2 separate regions of the Mus musculus genome follow, and region 2 is linked to region 1. Evidence: chromatin contacts called from public Hi-C data. All regions are on one chromosome and are shown on one strand. The core of a region is the stretch at or near the end of the contact, and the rest is flanking DNA. Distances in the headings are between cores, read along the strand shown.

What was found. Hi-C and Micro-C count contacts between places; a contact is called where the count stands out from the background.
Region 2: a contact with region 1 is called in a Hi-C map of the N1E-115 cell line, with 3 times the contacts expected there. The contact joins two enhancer-like sites. A contact is called at or near these places in 1 of 15 datasets of contacts at CTCF or cohesin (the NIH/3T3 cell line), 2 of 484 Hi-C or Micro-C datasets (the N1E-115 cell line and myocytes), 1 of 115 datasets of contacts at active chromatin or transcription factors (pancreatic cancer cells) and 3 of 9 other capture datasets (adipose tissue, liver and pancreatic islet).

What each region holds. Positions count from the first base shown.
Region 1 is chr15:64,342,039-64,348,587 of GRCm38.p6, reverse strand. The region is part of intron 2 of Asap1 (ArfGAP with SH3 domain, ankyrin repeat and PH domain1); the gene reads left to right. Among named protein-coding and RNA genes, the nearest start is that of 1700010G06Rik, 31 kb to the right of the region's middle. Within about 2 kb of position 3,312, at least 68 of the 459 cell types and tissues checked have an H3K27ac peak or open chromatin away from gene starts, as enhancers often do. A contact at or near this core is called in the N1E-115 cell line, where this site is marked.
Region 2 is chr15:64,507,736-64,514,284 of GRCm38.p6, reverse strand. No RefSeq gene overlaps it. Among named protein-coding and RNA genes, the nearest start is that of Gm46509, 7.5 kb to the right of the region's middle. Within about 2 kb of position 3,279, at least 20 of the 459 cell types and tissues checked have an H3K27ac peak or open chromatin away from gene starts, as enhancers often do. A contact at or near this core is called in the N1E-115 cell line, where this site is marked.

The sequences.
Region 1 (6,549 bases), core at 2,063-4,562:
TAATAATTTCGTTTTCAGGCAGAAAACAAATCTTAAGGATGGTTGGCTAAGCAAAATTATTTTAAATGGCGAGCTAGGGAGATGGCCCAGTTAGTAAAATGCTTGCTGTGCAAGCCTGAAGAACCCAACTTCAGATTCTCAGCACCCATTAAAAGCTGGGCAGGACCAAAGTAGTATGAGTCTGTAACACTTGGGCTTGGTGGTTGGAGGGTGGCGAGATGGCGATTGTTGCTGTTGGTTGGTGATGGTGGTGGTGGTAGTTGTTGTTGGTGGATCTTTGAAGCTTTCTCGCCAGCCAGTCTAGACAATTCTAAGCCAGGTTCATTAAGGGACCTTGTCTTAAACATAATATGCAGAAATAATTGAGGAAGATATCTGGGCATAAAGCTGTGGCATCTTCAGGCACATGCTTCACACACACACACACACACACACACACACACACACACACACACACACACACCTGCACACACTGAATGGATGGGAGAAGTGAGTAGGGGATGTGACCCAGACATGAGGTGACAAGAGAGAGACTGTTTCCAAGGAAACAAGGCTTTAGGCACCCTGCTTTCATAGTTCATCTATTACGAGTTTTTTTTTTTTCCAAATCCCGTTATGTTTTATTGTGCTTTGTTTTTAAAGCCAAGAGTACCATACAAGGTGGCATTAATTTTGCAGGTATGTTTTTAAGGTATATGAATTGTACTGTAGCTGTAAGGACTCGTGGCATTGTTGGAATTAGGTTTTGCTAGGAATGACATAAAAACCCAAGGGGCCCTTGGCTTTGAAAACTCAGCAGTTAAAGCACTTGTTGTGAAAGCATCACGACTGGCATTCAGATCCTAGAGCCCAAGTGAACGGTAGGCGGGCATGTCGGCCTGACGGTGATTCCAGCCTTGGAAGATGGAGTCAGGATCCTTGGACCAAGCTGACTACCAAGACAAAGTAAGCACTTGGTGAGTTCGAATGAGGCTTGAGAAAGGTTTCCTGACATTATTCACGCCCCCTCCAACACACACACACACACACACACACACACACACACATACACGAACCTGCTCATACATATGCCCACATACATGGGAACACTCATGCACACACATGCGCACCCACGGAAAAAATACAGATAGTGTACATATTCGTTTCTAAAAGTTTAGACGCAGGTAGTAGAGAGGCGCCACCGCAGTAATCTGTGAGGTCCTTTCTCTTGTTTCTGTGCTGTGTGGTTTTCCGTTTCCAAGGCTCTCATTGTCCATGCCAGTCCTCTTTTCCCTGGCCGTCAGACCAGAGGCAAACAGACACACCAAGAAGAAAGGCAGGGTATACGCTGCTTCTGCATGTATCTTGTTGGCCAAAATTGAATCCTCTGGATAAAATTAGTTGCAAAAGGGGGAAAAAAAGAAGACTTGGTTAAAATATAACCCTTATTCAGTGAGAGTAGACTTACCAAGTGTTGTCAGCATAGAAGGAGGGATTGACTAGACGAACCCATCTTTGACCGTGCTACTAACTGCTTACTGAATGGGTGCTGTTGAGAAGATGTGATTCTCTTAGCCAGACTGCTGCAGTTCTCATTGCTGGGCACAACTCAGGTGACCTTGACAATCTGCTGACCTCTCTGAGCCTCAAGATTTTTGTCTGTGAATCCCATTCATAGAGTTCTGCTAAGTGTTCTTGTGAATGAGCAGAGGCCAAGCTCTCGCCCTGTGCCTGGTGCACCATAAATGCCAAGCCCGCTTCCACGCTGCCTGCTGTTTGCAATCAGTGGTGATGCTTAGTGACTCGTCATTGTTTCCTCCACCACCCATGCCTATCTTCGCCTGCCTCTCTTACTGTTACCGCTGCCATTGCTGCTGTTGTAGCTTCCAAGACCCCCATTCCCACAGCCTCTGCTGGTCCGGACACTTCCCTCAGTGCTGTGGCTCCTCCCTCTATGCCTTCCACTCCTGGTGCAGTGCTACTTCTAGTCCCCTGAGCTCACTGACATACCACTCAGAGCATAGTAAGCTGCCATTTCAAAGATGAGAGGGAGACAGTGACTGGGACAGAGCAGATGTGATGAGCATGATACAAGTGCTGGCTTCTTTGTGTGTCAAATTCCACTTAAAATGGACGGTACTGTGTGTTTATCTTTTACTTCGGGAAAACATGTCCTTTCGGGGTACACCGGTGTCTTCATTGGTAAAGTGTGCGCTGTGCAAGCGTGAGGGTCTGAGTTTAAGCCCCTGAAGCTAGGTGAGAAGGACAAATGTGGTGGCACATGTCTGTCACCCCAGTGTTCAGGATGCAGAGACAGCCAATCTGTCTATACTTATTGAGTTCCAGGTTTGGTGAGAGACCCTGCTTCAAAAATTAAGGTGGAGAGAGATTGAGGAAGACTGAATCATGAACCTGTGGCCTACATACAGATGAACACACACATGTGTGTCTCTGTGTATCACACACACACAAACACACACACACCTTAGCTGTGATGGGACCTGAGTGGCATCACTCAGGTAATTGCAAGACTTGAATGTCTATCACTTAGATCCCTCCTTCTTTCACTGAAGGGACAAAATCCACTGCGTATCCCTGAGGCCCTAGGAACTGGGATGCAGGGTACATGCAGATGATGCGGCCTGTCTTGTGAAGCGCTGTCTCCTAGAGGTGAACACCAGAGCCTTCAGATTAAGTTCAGTGTGGGATGCCCTAGGGCCGCAGGGTGGGGCTGGAAGCCAGCCTAACCACTCCACTGAGTGACTGGTAGGGAAAAGTTCCCACATTAGTGGGTAGTCCAGTCACATGTGGCCCACATTCTGCCATGTAAAGCAGTGTTCTTTACCTCAGAAGGGGTCAGCTTTTCTTGTCTTGTCTGTCACTGTCACAGTTAGGAGCTGCCTGGCACTCCAAGCAGCGGGCTGCACTCTAGCTGTGAATTCAGTGTGGAAAAGGCAAGAATAGGAGTGGAGACTTCCTAAATTAGGCAAGACAGTGTGAATGAAGGAAAGAATGAGTAAGATCACACCACGTAGCAGAGCAGGTGTCATGGCTGGAGAAGAGGGAGAGAAACCAGAGTGTTCCTGTTTGACACCGATAACCCCAGGAAGGCAGAAAAAGCAGCCCGCTGTGACCTAGAGGGATTCAGAAACCAGCTGGCATTGCTTCTAGGGTTTTTCTTCGTACATACAAATGACCTAACTTCAGCCTGCAACCATCCACAGCCAAGCCCTGGGAAAATCCTCTGCCTTCCAAATGTCAGGGCAGACTCTATCGCTGTCATGCTGCCGGCTGTTCGGCCAAATTGAATTTCCCTGCATCCAGCTGATGTCCCTTTTTGGCCACAGGGCAGGGATCAGGAATGTGCACTGCACATGGACAGGAAACGTGTCCCAGAAGCCAAACACAAGGCTGACCTTTCAACTCTGCATTTCTAACATAGCAGAAAGGGTCAGGATGCCTTAGGGGTCTGGATGGGAAAGAAAAAGAAACGCATGATAGGAAAACAGTTTTTAAGTCCCATTGTGAAGGGCGTTTGGATATGATTGACGTGGTCTGAAAGTCCTGAGGCCACTTTCCAGTTTTGGCTGTTCTTCAGTTACTGTATTCGCCTCAACCCAAGAGCCTGGAAAGTATGATCCCGTTCCCTCTTCCTCCCTGCTTCCCTCCCTCCTGCCCTCCCTCTGCCCTCCCTCCCTCCCTCTCTCCCTTCCTTCTTGTAGAAAGTAGAAAGCTGCAGCATGCTGGATCCTGTGCAGAGCCCTGGAAATAAGTGAGAAGCCCTGAGGGCCAAGCCTCTCTGAGCATCATTCATGTTCAGTCAATGTTTTAAAAGCTCTATGCATTCTACAAATGCCTATATTTTCTTTTTTTAAGTTTGTTTTTAAAATTAATATTTTTGTTAACGTGTATGATGGATTTCAATCTGACATTTTTATATACAGATATCCTTGTGTATTGGTATTTTTATAACCCCACTAGTACCCCTCTTCTTCCTCATATTTCTTCTTCACAGTGGTCCTCTTCCTCCCACAGCAAAGCCCCCCTTCTACTTCTGTGTGTGTGTGTGTGTGTGTGTGTGTGTGTGTGTGTGTGTATGTGTGTATATATGTGTGAATGTGTGTATTGTGTGAGTGTGTACATATGTGTGTGTGAATACATGTATTGTATGTGAGTATATGTGTGAATGTGTGTGTGAGTCCTGTTTTCTCAAGTGTCTTAATAGCATAGAGTTGGTTCTACCTCTTAGGGTATTGTTTCTGTTTTGATTTTCCAGGTGAAGAGGCAAGTACTGTATCACTAAGATACTTCCTAGCACCCTTTTGAAAGTACAGGGCTGGAAAGATGGCTCAGTAGGTAAGAGTACTGGCTGCTCTTCCAGAGGACTGGGTTCAATACCCAGCACTTATAGGGCAGCTCACAAATGTCTGCAACTCCAACTCCAGGGCACCCAACACGCTTACACAGACATACATGCAGGAAAAACAGCAAGGCACATAAATGCACATAAAGGAAAAAATAAATTAAAAGGAGATATTTTCTCAAAAAAAGAAAAAGAAAAAGAAATACTTCGTCCTTCATTTCTCTCACCTGCTCACTCCACACAGCACTTTCTGAGACCCACCATGAAGTGTCAGGCACTGTACCAGCTGCTAGGATACCAAGATGACTGACACACACTTCCCATTTATTGGAACTCAGAGGAAGGCTAGCACAGTGAGCTCCCCAGGGCTACTCTAGTCCCTGCAGGCAGGTTTCACCCAACAGAGGTGGTCCTGTTCTGCATTACAGAAGGCTAGGGGTTTGGAGCCAGGGGTCAGTAGGCCACAGTCTCTGACACCTGCAGAGAGTTGCCTCACTCACCCCTAGCTCCTGTATTTGCTTTCTGACCTTGGTGCTTCTGGACTGGCAAACATGCTACCTGTTTCTGCAATGGAGTAAATTTTTTTTCTCCTGCCTGTAAGAACTGCAGTGGTACTAGATTTAGGGTTTTTTGTTTGTTTGTTTGTTTGTTTGTTTGTTTGTTTTTCTACTTCCCTGTGACCTCACCTAAATGTATACCTGATTGATCTGCAAAGATCCTGGGTTTTGTTGTTGTTATTTGTTTGTTTGTTTTGAGATAGGGTCTCGTTAGCTCAGGCTGCCCTGAACTTGTTATGGAGTCAAAGTTTGGCCTTTGAACTCCTGATCTTTCTGGTTCTACCTCCCAGGTATTAGGATTACAGGTGAATGCCAGCCTGCACAACTTACATACAGATCCTGTTTTCAAATGAATGGTCACATTTATGAATGCTGGGAAGTGGGACTTAACTTTTATGGGGCAATATAATGTATTACAACATAGCTCAGGACACTTTGTGAGGCTGTGACATCTGGGTTGCCACCCTACACGCTTGCTCTTTCAGTGGTGTCTTTACAGGTAAAGGGTGCAGGTCTGGAGAGAGGCACCGCTGATCATTTGGATGCCTGTTTCTGATTTCTAGCTGGGAAACTTGACTGGTGGGTGCTCCCTTGTGCATTAACAGGAAGTCCCTGTGGGATTCCATGCTGGTAGCTCCTTCTAGCTGCTGTCACCAGTGTTGTTTCCTAGGCTGGTAGGTGAGGGCATTGAATTCTGGGCAGAGACCTGCCTAAGGAAGTGATTCCCTACTGACAGTGCAGGCTGGTTGTGTGGCTCGGGCACATTTCCTTGCCAGTCTGCCCCAGGCAATGTATCTGTCCTTTGATGCTAGGGGTCTTTGTGAAGGTAGCTAGACTCAATGTTGGAAGGATAACCTGGCTCATGGTAAGCTAGTAGATACCTGTGCTGGGATACGACAGGATGCATTATCTCCCCACCCCCAGCCCCTCAAAGGCATTAGCCTGGCTGACCCAGCACATTTCCCATTGTAAAAGCCCCAAAGGCTCAAGTTCACCCTGTAAGGAAGTCCGTCCTCATTTTGCTGTCACTTCCCTCAGGAAAGCGTGTTAGTCACGATCCGTCTAAATGCAGCTTAAGGAGGGAAGTGTGTTTTTGGCTCACAGGTCACAAGCACAGGCCCTCCTTGTGGGGACGGCATGGCAGCATTGCGGCGGGGCTGTGGACACACGGCAACTTCAGTCAGGAATCGGAGAGATGGATGCTGGCACTCGGCTCACCTTCTCCTTTTTGTTCACTCCAGGATCTCAGCTCACAGGAAGGTTCTGAAGCCATAGTTAGGGGAGGTCTTTCCTCCTCAGTTAACCCAATCTGGGAACTCCCGCACATCACAGACATACCTAGAAGTCTGTCTCCTACTGATTCTAAATCATAAGCAAGTTGACAGTCTAGACTGACCAGCACAAACGTCCTTCAGGAACATGGCGCTCCCAAGGAGGTCAGAGGCAGCAGCATTTCAAATGGGAAACAGACACAAACCAGGTGAAAAGGCTGTCCAGCAGTGAGGAGCTGAAACAATGAAAAACAATGTAGCATTAAAAAGGTGATGGTTACTTTTTAATAGATTTGTTTATTTATGTAAATGAGTGCTCTGTGCATGCATACCTGCATGGCCAAAAGAGAGCATCAGATCCCATTAGAGATAGTTGTAA
Region 2 (6,549 bases), core at 2,030-4,529, 170 kb before region 1:
GTCAACTCTTCTGCATAGTGGGTCCTCTTTCTGGACAGTATTTTGTCTGGAGATAAAAATAGGTAATTTTTGCCCAGTGGCTACACATTCACAATGTAGTATCCTACCTGGAGGTAGAGATGGTCAATTTCTTCTTAGAATCCACAAAAGGGGAGCTGCTAGGAACAGATATGTCTCAACAACAAAATAATAAATAGCATTAACTGTCTGCACTGGTCCCCAGACTAAATTTCTATCTCATAGGCTAAGAATCTTAAATTTCTAGTGGATTCTAGCACCTCACCTTGAGTGCCACCTGTTGAGTGAAATATTTAGAAAGCAATCCATGCCCCTGCTGGCAGGGCACTGGTGGACAGGCCAACTGTTCTCAGCCTGGCAGACTCTCTGACTCAGACTTCCAAAAGCTCTCCACCCAGCTTGCTAAGTTCCCAGGGTGGGCCACTACCATGCACTCCTCACACTTCCAAATTCCTGTGGCTGGCTAGGGTGCCCTGTCAGTGTACTTTTCTCTGGAACCCAGCTGAGCCACTGTGTGAATAAAAACACTGCACAATCTTAGTTTAGAATCAACAGATTACACAACCACTAAGCACAGTAACTAGCATCCTAATTTGTAAACTATTCTAAGTTATAAACCCTCCAGTAGTGGGTCCTGGCAGATCTGAAACCTGAAATGGGGAGGGGGGCTCCCCTACCTACATTGTGTCCTCCATCATCCCTCCTGTCCAAAATGGCAAGCTCTATTATTTTTAACTCATAAACTAAAGCTTGCCATAGTATATAAGAAAAAATATAGACATATAGAGGGCTGAGGATATAGCTCTGTTAGTAGAGTGCTCTGGGTTCTATCCTCAGCACCAAATAAACTGGGTGTTTTGCCCACCTCTAAGGATCAGTTCAAGGTCATTCTCTACTTAGAGAGTTAGAGGCTAGACTGGGATACATCAGACTCTGACTCAAGATTACTTAATTAGTCATTTAATATGTGGAGACCTTACCCTGAAAATGAACTCTAGGTAAAAAGTAGAGTCTATATAAATCAATAAGATGATTATCAATAGCAGTGCAAAAGAAAACTAAAGATCACCAAAAAATGTGCATTGCACACGCACATTTAAATGAAGTGGATAAAGATGCAAGATTCAGTGGGAGAAGCCCCTCCCCCCTCAAAACGAGATGGAGACAGGGGGTGATTTGAACAGAAAATACATCAGAGTAACAGAAGTGTTTCATGTGTTTCATATGTGGTATAGGTTGTGGTCACATGAGACTACATACCACCAATTGCCAGCTTAAAAGAAACTGCACTTCAATAAACATAGGGGGAAATGGAGCTAATGGTACAGGGAAGTGTTTGTGATGTGTAATGGCATTCTTTATAGAAGTAGCTGCATAGTAGTACAATATGATTGCAGTTTGGTCAATCACCTAATGAAGGACCATAATCTGAAGCAGGAAGTGTGCTCCTTCTGCTTCTTGCAGATATATAGTTCCGCTCCTTGTTTCCTGGGGGATCTTGGGTAACTCAATAGGAAACGGAACATATTTTCAGCATAAAATATCTCAAGACAGTAAGGTGAGAGGGAGCTCCTATAAGTGTGTATTTCCCGTCTTATCCCTCCTTGCCTCTCTCCTTCTCTCCCTTCAGTTATATATAGTTTGCCTCTTTTTGTAGCTCTTCCACCTTAAAACCATAAAAGGTGGAGAAAAAAAAACCTCCTCAAGTAAAAAGGAGAGAAAAAATGACAGCAGAAAGAGAAGACAGGAGAGGGGGAGGTAATAAGTCAGAAGATGGAAACGGCACCATTAAATGCAGTCATGGCTGGTCCCAAGTTAGACTGTGTACAAACTGAAAAATTAACTCAAAAGTGTAATCCGTGCCTTACCATTTGGAGGCAGTCCTTTCTAATCAGGTGTTACTCGATTTTTCTTTCTAGTAAGCAGTTGTTCCCAAGGGATTACAACAAAGAAAAACAAAGGCATGGAGGAAGTGTATGGACATCCCCCCCACCCCATGCTACATCCCCCACTCCTTTCAAACCTGAGCACCCTCCAAGGAAGATTCTAGAATCAGGGTCTGTCAGCAGTGACCCTGCTTGCTCCTGCTCATTTCTCCTTGACTGCTTTTCAGAGAAACCCCTGGGTGGTCTAGCACCCACCACCCATCATTGAAAGGAACTGCTCCACACATTCCAGACACCTCCCCAACAGGGTTACAGACCACCCCAAAACCAAAGTCAGAAAGAGTTGGGATTCTAGTCTCATTGATCCAAATTAACACTGACAGATCATCTCTCTCTTATTACAAAGTCCAAGCACAGAGGTTGGTTTACAAAGGATTTTGTATCTTCTGCTCGCCCCAGACCTCTAGGTTCAAATTCTTTAATAGTTCCATTTAATTCCAACTTCAGCTGCCACTGCTGCCAAGAGGTTTCTGTCTAATTCTGGCCATATCGACTTTCCCCTTGTCTGCCTGCCTAAAGCAATTATAAAGAAATGCATGAGTCTGAGTATCCAATCAGAAAGCACTATAGTGTTCTCCATCTCAGTCCTTCTCTAACCCCACTACGGCATCACCAGAAATGTGCATACACTCATTCACTTGTCTGCAAGCGGCCCTGAATACCAGGCAGTGCAATCTCATTTACCAAGCACAAAATTTTTTACTTGCCCAAGACTATACCACTCCAGGGCTGGCATTTAAGACCAGTGCCCCTTCAGGCTACCCATCATTTGTCATGGCACTTATGTCAGTATCCCGACACTGTTGACTTCTGTGCCTGTCAACTTCTAGAGGAAAAGGACTGAATTATATTTACTTTGTAAGTGTTCGACTTCCTGATACAGAATGGGCACTTGTCAGCTGTAAATAATCTGACCTGAATTCAGTAATTGTCCACATGCAGCAGTTCTTTGTTATCCCTGGGGGATACCATCCCTGAGTGGCCAGATCCACATGCTGCAAGACAGCTGATTCTCAAGCTCATTCTAGTGTTTATAATTTTATCAACAGCCCTAAGAGAGTTTGAGCTCTGGCATTTTTCACTTGTGCACACCAGTCACCTGGGATCTTGATAAAATGCAGATCTGGGTAAGATGGTAGAGTTCTAGTTGCCTCCGTGTGACACGGTAAAGATTCTGAATCAGAAAAGTAGACATGTTGAAGACTCAGAAAGAGAAGACCTTTCAGAAATCCACCAAGAGTGTGCTAGAACAGATGCAGAGTGTTGGACACAAGATAACGAAATCAACAGGAGGTGGCCCAGGCTGAACTGAGCTCCAACAACTCAGCTCCTGGCTTTCGGAAGAAAAGCAAAAACCCCATTCCAGGCCCTGATGGAAACAGATTAGCAGTCCTTCCCTTGGGGAAAACCCACAACCCTCTCAAGCTTCAAATTCCTTACAGGCTTTAGTGGGACAGTGATTCCTCTAACAGACAGGTCACCACAAGGGCACAAAAATTCCATTTTGTCACTCAGTACAACTTGGTAGCTGTGCACTATCTTCAACCCTGCTGTGTAAAAATACACTACCCAGAGCACTTGAGGACAGGAACAATCATAAATCAGGAAGCTTGAGTCTAACTTGCCATAGCACCAAGAGGGACTCCTTGGAGGCAGTCATGGACAGCAGCCTCTTGTACCTTGCCTCTCCCTTCCCTACCCTTTTCAAGCTGAGAAGATACAAGCATCAGGGAGTTGGGCTCAGGAAGTGAGTCCTATTACAGAAAAAAGTAGCCCTCCCTCTCTAACTGAGAACAACATTGGAATTTGACAGCCCAGAGCCTGAGCTCAGTAGGTGAATGAACCTCTGCAGCCATCTACCTGTCTTTCACACTGTGGAGTTGAAAAGTCTAAAGTTCTCGCAAGCACATGTGGATCCTCCAATAAGCTGAAGAATATTTGATCTTTTGAAGTCAATATACCAAAAACATAAACCAAAGTTATAATATTAAAAGCTGTAAGAGAAAAAGAGCAACTAACTCACTAACAAAAGCAACACATCAAAATATATCAGGCCTCTTGTCTGCAAACCTAAAAACCAAGAAACATGGAATGATATATCTCAACCCCTGAAACTAAGTAACTAACAATCAATATTTCTATATGTAAAATTTTATCTTTCAAAATTAATTGAGAAATAAGGTCACTATGTGACAAACACAAACTAACACAGTATGTGACTGCTGTGCCAATACTGCAGAAGATACTTAAAATAATACTATGCACAGAAGAGAAAGACTATCTCAGTCATAACAGCACACAGAAGAAAAATCTCATGGGAGGATAGTTGAACAAAGGAAAGCTTGCAGGAGTCAACCATGCCCAATACAGTAAACCAGAAAAATCTCTGATTCTAATAAGGTAAATAGAAAAGAATAAACAAATAACCAAAATATAACTAAAATAAATTATAGTAATTGGCAAGTACCAATCAATAATAACTTAAATGTAAATAACCTCAACTCTCCAATAAAAACCCACAGACTAACTGGCTAGATTAAAAGGCAAGATCCAATTATCTCTTGTCTCAATGAAACACACCACATGGGCAAAGATACTCACAGACTAAGAGTCAAAAGTTGGAAGTTGATCTACCAAGTAGAAGTAAGAGACACTGCTTCTATTTAAGGAGCAGGCCACTGAGAGTTTGACCATGCTCTGGTAAATATATAGATAACACAATTTGCACTTGAGGTTTTTTTTTTTTCCTTTTCTATTTTAGTGTTCATGGGAGGTGGTCACAGGGGTCAGGAGTCAGACACAGAAGGACTGGAAAATGTGTGTTATCAAGGTACATGGTGTAAAATTCCCAAAGAATCAATAAAAATATTATGCTGGAAAAAAAGAAATAAAAACTCATGGAGACTGAAAAATATACTTTTGCCAGATGTGTGGATCAATGAATAAATCTAGGGAAAATTTTTTTTAAGTTTCTAGAATCAAATGAAATGAAAAAAACTTATTAAAACCTCTAACTTACAAGGAAATCCATTTTAAGTGGGAAGTTTATGACTATAAATACTTTAAGTTGTCTGATATAGTTTAATGATGCACTTATCATAGGCTCTTAGAATAACAAGAATAAGCTAAACCCACTCACTAAGTGGAAATAAATGATAAGGATCAGGGAAGAAACTAATGAGACAGAAGTGAAAAGAACAGTAAACCAAGAATAAATGAAACAAAGAGAGGTTGCTTTGAGAAAATAAACATAATTGACAATGCCTAAGCTAAACCAAAGGAAAGTGTGAGAAGACACAAATTAGTAAACTTAGATTTGAAAGGGGATTCTTTGCAACTGATGCCAATGAAATTCTCAGGATAACTTGCAACATCTAAAAAATACAGATAAATTCCCAGACATATAGCATCTGCCAAAATTAAACCAACTCAAACAGACTTGTTATAAGCAATGAGATTGAAGCAGTAACAACAACAACAACAACAACAATAATAATAATATTTTCAACCAAAATCTGTCCAGGCCCAGATGGATTCATTACTGAATTCTACTGGACATTCAGAGAATAACTAACACCAAGATCCTCCATAAAACAAAAAGGGTAGGAATGTTTTGGGGCCAGATAAAGATACAACAGCAAAACTGTAAGTGGCCACCCAGATGAATATTAACACAAAAATTTTCTATAAAATAGACAAACTGAACTCATTGGTACATCAAAAGGACCATGATTCCCATGATTCAGTTGACTTATTTAAAAGTTTTGAGGATGGTTTAATATAGGCAAATCAAAAATATAATACATCAAATAAATAGATTCAAGGGCAGAAATCACGTGATCATGTCAGTAGATACAAGAAAGGCCTTTGACAAAGTTTGACATCTCTTCATGCTAAAAGTCCTAAATAAACTAGGAACAAGAGGAATATAACTCACCATAATAAAACCCTACATATGATGATCTTATTGTCAACATTAATAGTGGGAAAAACCTGAAAACATTTTCTCTAAAATCAGAAATGAGACTGGATAGCCATGCTTTCCAACCTTGCTCAAAACAGTGCTCCAAGATTTAACTATTGTAATGAGATAAGAGAAAGAAATAAAAGGGGTACAGATATAAATGGGAGAAATTCAATTATCCCTATGTGTTGACAATATGATTCTATACTTAATAGCATCCGTATGTTCTAGCAGAAGACTCTTAAAGCTGATCAACACTTTCTGCAAAGTAGCAGTGTTAAATCAATGTATAATTATCAGTAGTTTTCTACATAATAATAATAATAAACATGATGAGACAAAAATCAAGAAAGTAATCTCACTTAGATCAGCATTCAAAAATAAATACCTTGTAGTAAACATGACCAAGGAAGCAACAGGTGTTTTTAGGCTACCATGCAGCTACTGTCTAAATCATAGAGATGTTCCCTGGAATTAACGCTATGAAAGGTTCCATTCCCTTCAGAAATTCTACCGCATTTAGGATGTGAATGTAAACTCAAGCCAGTAGGTTGTTTGTCAGGGGCCAAGAAGCTAATAACTAGCAGGTAATCTTCCTGAGATGAGTCTGCCTTGAATTAT